Linked DNA regions of Hordeum vulgare: region 2 is linked to region 1. A link is a contact called in public Hi-C data. All regions are on one chromosome and are shown on one strand. The core of a region is the stretch at or near the end of the contact, and the rest is flanking DNA. Distances in the headings are between cores, read along the strand shown.

Evidence for each region. Hi-C and Micro-C count contacts between places; a contact is called where the count stands out from the background.
Region 2: a contact with region 1 is called in a Hi-C map of leaf, with 2.4 times the contacts expected there. The contact joins two enhancer-like sites. A contact is called at or near these places in 2 of 6 Hi-C or Micro-C datasets (leaf and seedling).

The regions. Positions count from the first base shown.
Region 1 is chr2H:471,169,241-471,173,959 of MorexV3_pseudomolecules_assembly, forward strand. No RefSeq gene overlaps it. Among protein-coding and RNA genes, the nearest start is that of LOC123426698, 98 kb to the right of the region's middle. Within about 2 kb of position 2,986, at least 3 of the 3 cell types and tissues checked have open chromatin away from gene starts, as enhancers often do. A contact at or near this core is called in leaf, where this site is marked.
Region 2 is chr2H:471,365,505-471,369,619 of MorexV3_pseudomolecules_assembly, forward strand. No RefSeq gene overlaps it. Among protein-coding and RNA genes, the nearest start is that of LOC123430272, 70 kb to the right of the region's middle. Within about 2 kb of position 2,362, at least 2 of the 3 cell types and tissues checked have open chromatin away from gene starts, as enhancers often do. A contact at or near this core is called in leaf, where this site is marked.

The DNA of each region.
Region 1 (4,719 bases), core at 1,736-4,235:
CCTTCCAATTCATGTGTGTACCAGTAATAACATGTGCACTTCAATCATAACAGAAACAAAAAATTCTAAAATACATATGCCACCTGAAACTGTATAAAAATTATGCAGTTTGCATATTGAAAACTTACAATGTTTACGTTGGTATCATCGAGTGTTAGTCGTGGCATGTCCGAGGGTTGAACCTCCTTGGCCTCCATCTGAGTTCTATGAGACTTCTTCAGCACCTGAATGCGCACACACAACAGACATCATAACCAATTATCCTACATTTGAACAACAAAATTATAGTTTGCACGGAATTCTATCCATCGATGCCAAATTCAGAACCAGCATGTCCACAACAATATAATACAAAAGATATGATGGAGGCAAGACACCAAAATAGTCAAATAAATAAGTAGAAGTTTAGTTGAACTACTCCTATTTAAAATTATAGTTGTTTAAAACTGGTACTAAAAATTCAGTGTCTAAAAGTCAGACTACCTAATTGATAATAGTAAGTATTACAATCAAATGTTGGGATGACCTTTGAACAGTATTTAGAAATTGCACAGGAAGGAATTAACATTCGATTGCTACTTCCAAAATTATCTTTGCTTTTGGATGTGCGAATATTATAACAATAGTGTAGCATTGGGGAACTTGTGTGTGACAGACTATTTTGTTTATGGTTCAATTTAGCCGTTTGATAAAAACAACCCCAAATCAGTATTGCTCGAGCAGCTTGAACGACGCACATTGGCTACATGGGTGGACATAATTCTAGGTCAACTTATGCATATTGTTTGACAGTAGCGGTTTCAGGATCCTAAGTTTGTGATGTCACGTTAGCTTGTGTAGTCAATTTCTTGAAGTAGTTTGTTCCACAGTGTAATATACATATCCATGGTGACTTGATTTATCAAATTCCTGTGTAGTCATATGACTACACAGCTAAAACGTGGCTTCGCCACTGTTGTTTGACTTCTCAATCTGGTTTATTATTATTTTCTATTGATTTGATCACTTGTGGTCTAGCTTCTATTTTTAATCCATGAGTTGTACTATTTCAGTCATTGAATTGTTCAGAGATTATAAAGACCATATACGGAAGATCATACATAATTAGTAATTCAATGCGAGATTATCGACCATATACTAAAGAATATACATATTTTAAGTACTAGTTGATGACAGATGCAAAATACTTGATCAAGACCACCTTCAGGCAATACAATACAGGAAATACTTTGTTATACAACAGGGATCTTGCAAGTCAAGGACTCGAAGGTTTCATCACTGATGAAATAAGTGGTTTGACACACTTTGTAAGCTGTATATATCTTTGCACGTACTTAAAGTTGATTTCAGCTCGATCTTTTCAGAATGACAAAACGATCTTTCATTCATTCAGTTCAGAAAATTCAGAGCACTTGCGTTTGGTTCATGACTTCATGGTTTCAGAGTTATTTGGCCTAGCTACAGAGAAAACTAACAAACGAAAAGGGCAAAACACACGGACAATGCCACCGTGCACGGGCACGAACGAGCAAGCAACAACGGAAGAAGCACGGACGCGCACAAAAGCACGAGCAGCAACAACGGCTGCGCACAAGCTCGCCAGCGATACAAGGGACAGGAAAATTAATCAAACACGGGATACATACCTTTGGTGTAGCCGTGGCAGGCAACATCGGAGTGTTGGATGGTTGTTCTTGTACCTCCGGCGAACTCGACACTTCTTCCTCCGGTGAACCCGCTAGATGCCTCTCTCTCCCTCCGTTTGGGCGGCAACTGCTGAGAGTGAGTGGGGGAGGGGAGTGAGTGAGGGAGGAAGAAGGGGGTGAGGAGGAGATGAGCGTGATGGGAGAGCACACCACTAGTCGCCCCGCCACGTGCACTGCCGCGAGCTGCCGCCGCCGCACTTCGCCGCCCCGGGCGCCTGCGCTGCCGCGCGCCGCCGCCTCCTTTCTAGCCGCCTCGCCGCATGGTGCATTGCGCCCGCCGCCAGATCCGACCCGGCTCGCCATGGATCCTGCCGCCCCACGCGCCCGTCGGCGTCGCCTCCACCTCTAACCACCGCCACGACTCTCACCGGAGCCGGAGCCACCATCGATGGACCGGCCTCCTCCTCGGCTAGATCGGGACCGGACCGTGAGCCCTGGACCGGTGGAGGACATGGGCTTTTTGAAAAGACGAAACGTTTTTTTCCATTTAATGGAGGACCGTGGGTTGATTTTGAAATAACTGGGATACGTTTTTGCAAAACCCCACGACGGACGACAAAAGCAGTAGCTGCTTTATTATTAGGGAGAGATTAGGAAGAGAATTATGTTAATCCTTGCTTCTCTTAATTACCAAGGCAATTACTTTTGGCATGTCGGTTGCTCATGTCCCTTTGTATAGACACCTCATGGAGGCACCCTTTGTAATTCTATATAAGACATCATCATCAATGAAAAGGGTATAATTTGAATCATTTTGTTGTCTTTATCGTTTGTTTCTCGATTCAATTCAACACGTTATCAGCACTGCTTCCCGGCTAGAGCGATTCCATCGGCGCAGCGGTTCCTGGCTATTGCATCGCCCCCTTAGCCTGACGGAAAGGCCAGACGAAATAAAAATCGGCATGAAGGACGCAACAACTGCGACGGTCCTGATCTCATGTGACCCTCAATTCCACGGGTTTAGCCTCGAGGAAGATAGAAATCAGAGTGAGAGAAGATCAAGCAGTCATGCTCATACAAAAATCTTGATCTAATGGCTCCAAAACATGGTGCTACCTTCCGATTGCTATGCACGCAGCAGTTGGAGAGCGCCAACACACGGAGAGTCAGCCATTGGCTACATCTCCAACAACGGCTCTCCTCGGTCGCCAGAAACAATCGGAGCGTAGCCGCTACGTCCGCATCCTCAATGTCGAGCGATGGACTAGAGCGGACAATGACTGGCACGCGGCGTGGAGTCCCCAACATTTCTATTGTGGCGCAGCCACAGTGCACTCGGCGGCCACAACGACAGGGACTCGCGGCGCCTACCGCGTGAAGGCCACACCGAGGCCTCACCCTCGGCCGCCCGCGCCCAGGCTTTCGCCCGGCGGCCGCACCGGCTCCGAGCATCGACCGCACCGCGCCCGTCCACCCGGCCGCTGCCCCGTGCAAGTGGCCTCTGCCTGGCAGCGCCGCGCCGCGCCCACTCGTGCCCGCGCCCGCGCGCCTGCGGCCGACATCGTCAAGCCGTGGCCGCCCACACTCCGCCCGTTGGCCGCGATGAGGCCTCGCCCTCGGCCGCCCGCCCCGAGGCTCTCGCCCTCGCCCGCCCCGCCGGCTCGCGTCACGCCGTGCTCCGCCCGCGGGACACGGCCACCGCGCCGTTGGACGTGGTCACGGCGTCGGCTGCGCAGAGACGATGCTCGCCGCCTGGGCCCTCTTCCAGCTCTGCCAATGGCTGCTTACGGCCTCGCCTTCGCCGTTGCCTCTTGGTCCTTGGCATGCCGCTCTCTAGCCCGCCGTCGAGTCGCCGGGGCCGCCGCACCGGCGCATGGAGCCTGACCACGCTCGGACTCGCGAATGACGCGACTTCAGGCTCCAGCTTCCCTGGTGGATCTTCCTAAAGGAGGAAGATGGGGCGCCCGGACACTCCACGAGTCGTCGGTGATGCATGTGCCATGGGCGGCTTTCGCGCGTGTTGGTCTCGGATGCATCGCGTGATTTGGGGGATGGATGATACTCGGATTTCTCTGGTCGCTCCCGCCGCAAGATCCGGCCCGGCTCGCCATGGATCCGGCTGCCCCACGCGCCCTTCAGCCTCGCCTCCACCTCTGACCACCGCCGCGACGCTCGCCGGCGCCGGAGCCGCCGTCGACGGACCGGCCTCCTCCTCAGCGGACCGAACGGTGAGCCCAGGACCGGTGGAGGACACAGGCTTTTTTGAAAAGACGAAACTTTTTTTTACTTAATGGAGAACCACGGGTTGATTTTGAAATAACAAGGGACGTTTTTGTAAAACCGTTAGAACGACAGTAGCTTCTTTATTATTATAACAAACATGCCCGTGCGTTGCAACGGAAAAAAACACCCCCTTATACATATGGGAAGATATTTGTAAATCCTTTGACAACAAACAACATGATAAAAAGTGTTACATAAAAATGTAATGACTACATGATTTTTTTAGTGTACTCAATGTGTTTTAAAAAAAAATATGGGCACGATTTAAATAAATATGAAGGTCAACATTAATCCACTTGTTTACATAAACCTCGTATCAACAGTTAGTATACATCATCGTATATTGATTGACTATTGTGCACGATGAAAAATAGGATGACTATGCACATATTGTAAACTTTAGCATATGGTAGCTAGTAGGAATGAACATCCGCTATAGTGTCAACTCTATCTTTTGTGAGAGCATTAAACTGTTATATCTACTCAAGTTAAATGGGACAAGAAACATGTGTAATAGGCATTTCCAAAATAACCAATATAGAGAAGGTATTAATTAATATTGCACAATAAGCTTTATTATAGAAAGTAACATGCAAAATAATAGCATATTTGAAATCTTCACTTTTTTCTGAGCGATTTTCATATATAACATGTTAGATTTAGAGTTAGGATTTAAAAGATACGAGTGTTTTAAAAGCATTTGAATTTACATAAAAAAAATGAAGCAATAGGAAAAATAGGGCAGTGCCAGAGTCGAACTCAGGTCTCCTCCTAGTGGAGGAAGACGTCG
Region 2 (4,115 bases), core at 1,112-3,611, 200 kb after region 1:
TCAACGAGGTAAAGTAATTGTTGAAAACATACACACAATAACTTGTATGTAAATAGATTGGTAACATACACATCAACACCTGTAAGTTACACAAAAACACCACGGTAACCTCGACTGAGTGATTTTTTGTTGTTGAAAACATATCGCCAATAATTTATGTATAAATAGCATGGTAATATAAACATTGCAGATCTGATAACATAAGTACAAACATCGCTTTAACTTTTGATCAAGGGAGAAAAGTTATTGAAAAATAAACCCCACAAATTCTATGTAAATAGCATGGTAATACAAGTACAATAGAGTTGATAAATCATGTACAAACACCGCAATACCTTTTGAACAGGTAAGAAAAGTTTGTTGAAATAGCCCCCATAACTTCTACATAAATAACATGGTAATATATGCACAATGGATCTCATAACATACTTAGCCCAGGCCTGAGAACTCATATACAGACACCATGTTAACCCTGGACCCGGAAAAAATTGTTCAAAAAACATAGCCTAAAAAATTAATGTGTGAATAGCATGTTAATGTACGCATCATTGACCTGATAACTTATGTATAAACACATCAATAACTTTTGAATGAGGGAAATAAGTTGTCGAGAAATAGACTCCGGTATGTTATGTGTAAATAACGTGACAATACATGCACCGTAGACCTCATAAACTATGTATAAACACCATGGTTACTTATTGGTTCGAGTGCAAGGTTGTTGAAAAACATAGGCCCCATACCTTATGTGTAAATAACATGATAATATACGTATGGTAGACCTAATAACCTCTATATAAACACTACAATAATTTTTTGACGGAGGAAAAAAATGTTGTACAGCATACCCGATAACTTATATGTGTAAATACTAAATAGTATGGTAGTATATGCACTGCATAACTCATAGTGATGTGCATACACCATGGTAATTTTTTGACCCAGGAAATATACCATTGGTAACTTGTGTCAAATAGCATGATAATATACGCACAACAGAGTTGATAACTTACTTAACCAAATCGTGAATACCTTTGACCACAAGAAAGAATCGTCGAAACATATCAACATGGGATCTAGTTTTGAAGGTCTCCATGTGGAGGATATTTTATTTGAAATATTATTGTGAATTGGACCGACGAAATCAGCTAAAAAGTTGTTTTGAATTTTCAAATTGCGAGAACCTTTTGTCCTTTAGTGTATGCTTGCATGTGCATGTGGGTAGAAGGTGTGGGAACCATTTTTATGCTCCCGTAACTTCTGTGCAAACATGATGATGATATACATACTAAGGGGAGCTCCTACCTCCTCCATTCTGCGGCAGGGAGTCCCTCGGTCACAGAGGACGGTCGCCAGACTGGGCCGGTCCAGTTCCTTTTTTCTGTTTCTTTTTTTCCCTTGTCTGCTTATTCCCTTTCTTTTTTTAATTTTTTGGTTCGTTTTTTCTTTATTTTTTTCTTGTCATTTTTTTATGACAACGACCGAAAGTTGAATTTCCCAATCATTTTTTGAAAACATGGACATTTTTTATACTGTGAACAATTTTATAAAAATGCGAACAAATTCAGAAGTACATTTTCTTAATATTGTTGAAATATTTTTATGAAAAATTGTTTAAAATCCAGATTATTTACTAAAAACCCAAAAACATTTTCTGAATTTCAAGAACATGTTTTGAAAATCCACAACATTTTTTGAAAAACACAGAACATTTTTTCAAATTCTAGACCATTTTCTCAAATTCCGGCACATTTTTTCAAATTTCGAAACATTTTTTAAAATTTCAGAACATTTTATCAAATGCCGAAACATTTTTCAAATTTTGGAACATTTTCTAAACATTCTAGACATTTTATCAAATTCGGAAACATTTTTCAAATTCCAGAACATTTTTTTCAAATTCAGGAACATTCTTTCAAATTCTGAAACATTGTTTTAAATTCCTGAACATTTTTACAAATTCCGGAACTTTTTTTCAAATTCCAGAACAATTTTTTCAAATTCTGGAACTCTTTTGAAAATCCAGATTTTTTTGAAAAAGAAACAAAAAGAATAAAAAAAAATACGGTTCAAGGAATCTCCTAGAAAGTTCCTAAAACTGAAAAAAAAAACGGCTAGAAATTTCTAGAACGTTCCCAAAACTGGGATCGGTGAAAGTGCTAATGGTCCGGTCCAAAACCTGTCGCTCCCTCACAGCGCTTGTGCGTTTACCCGCCTATTTAACTCAAAGAGCGTTAAATAGGGTTTTTCCATTCTGAAGTCGTGATCAGGGTTGAAATTGGGTAATGGGGCAATTAGGGCTGTTGCCCTAGGCGTGTGCCAACTAGCACCTATCCACATAGTAGCAAACATTTGAGAATTTGTGATGCATAGAAGCCGAGCCCGAGGCTTCACATCGTTTCACACTACAAGGCTTCAGCCCGTTAGCCCACCTCCAGATCGATCAGATCATCAAAACACAAAACCAATCGTGAGGTTGACACTTCCATGATTACATTTGTCGATCGGCAACAGGGAAACCCTTGACTCGCTCACTCGAATGGAGCGCATGTGCCGCCGCCCTCGTTAGTCGCCGGGTCGCCGACCTTGACTGTACAACTCACAGCCGCGCAGGTCCTAACCACCCGCCTCTCCTTCTTCTGATCTTCTCTAAGAGCAAGTCCAATGTTCCGATTTATTTCGTCCGCGCGCGTTTGTTTAGGTCGTGATGGATAAAAAGATCGACCCGACGTGTTGACCCAAACGGACGTCCGTTTGTTTTTATCCGTTTGCGATCCATTATGGGTGTAAATTTACACATCATTTGCGTTGTCGCGGACACGGAACGGACAAAACACGAACAAAGCGCACGTCCGTTTGGATCGCGCGGTTGGAGTTGTTCTAACTATTGAAATTTTAGTGCACACGCACTCCGCCGGGTAAATAGGTAATATGTACATTGTATCATCCAATTATTTCCCTAGTTCCTTATATTAATCAAACTTAGTGAATTGGCACTGTTAGGGAAGCCCTAGCAGTAGCGTGGGTTAAAGGGCTATCAGTAGCGAGGGCAGCCATGTTAGTGATAAGGCGCTACAACTAACCTTTAGCACTAGCGCGTGTCAAACAGCGCTACTGAAATCTAGGTTAAGCAGTAGCGTTTGTCCAAAAACACGTTGCTGCTAACTAGTTGTAGCGTCCTTGTACAGACTCATCAACTCATCACGCTCAAACCCTGAGTCATGCTCGTGAGCCATCAATCCTCCGTCGTCATAGGCGCTAATATTGAGATACTGTAGAGGGTCATCATCCTCGTCCATGGCATCTTGCATTGCTTCTTCGGCGGTGGCGACACCATCAGCCACTAATGGAGCCTCTTCCTCACGCCGTCCGCTATCACCCGGCATGACAGGCGACACTAATTGGGTAGGTGGGGTGTTGGTGTTCATACCTTGTTGAGGCTGCTTGGTCGTGGGTTTGCTCCCGACCGCCTCCAAACGAAGCAGACTCTTCGGCTACAACAGGACCCAAGTCATGCAATCGCCAAGCCGTCACGGGGTCTCGTCGTCATCTCCCCCTAGTGGTACCGGAGGAGCCAAATTCTCGTGCCCGGTAAGACACTGGCCACGGAAACCTTGAAGACGCCAGGGGGATCGGCCGACTGTGGAATGATTGTTCCTTCGGCTTCACTATCTTCGCCTTTCTCATGTCCACAGTGTGGCTGCTGATGGTGTACAGTATGGTGCATGGGGTTTCGTCAGCCTGCAAAGACATGTCTGCGACGTGAGACATCCAATAGTCAATGGAAATGGGAGATTATACATATATTGAAGAGAGCCGGTGTGACAGGTAGTTACCATGAGGGCGTCGAGCTCAACCAAAGACAAAGCAGGTGCGGGAGCAGGCCCGAGAATGTCAAGGGGAAAGTCAACTGCCTCTTTTTCTGGATTTTGCTTGGTCCAATTGATGACATGCGGTAGCAAGGTAGCTAATGAAGATGCAACTTCCGATCTTGCGGCAACTACCGCTGCTTGGACTGTCTCAGCTGATTTCTTCTCGACCGCAATCTCAATCAACTTGTCGATGTTTTTTTCATTTAACTTCCGTCTTTGCTTTCTCTCCTCAGCGTCCTCATG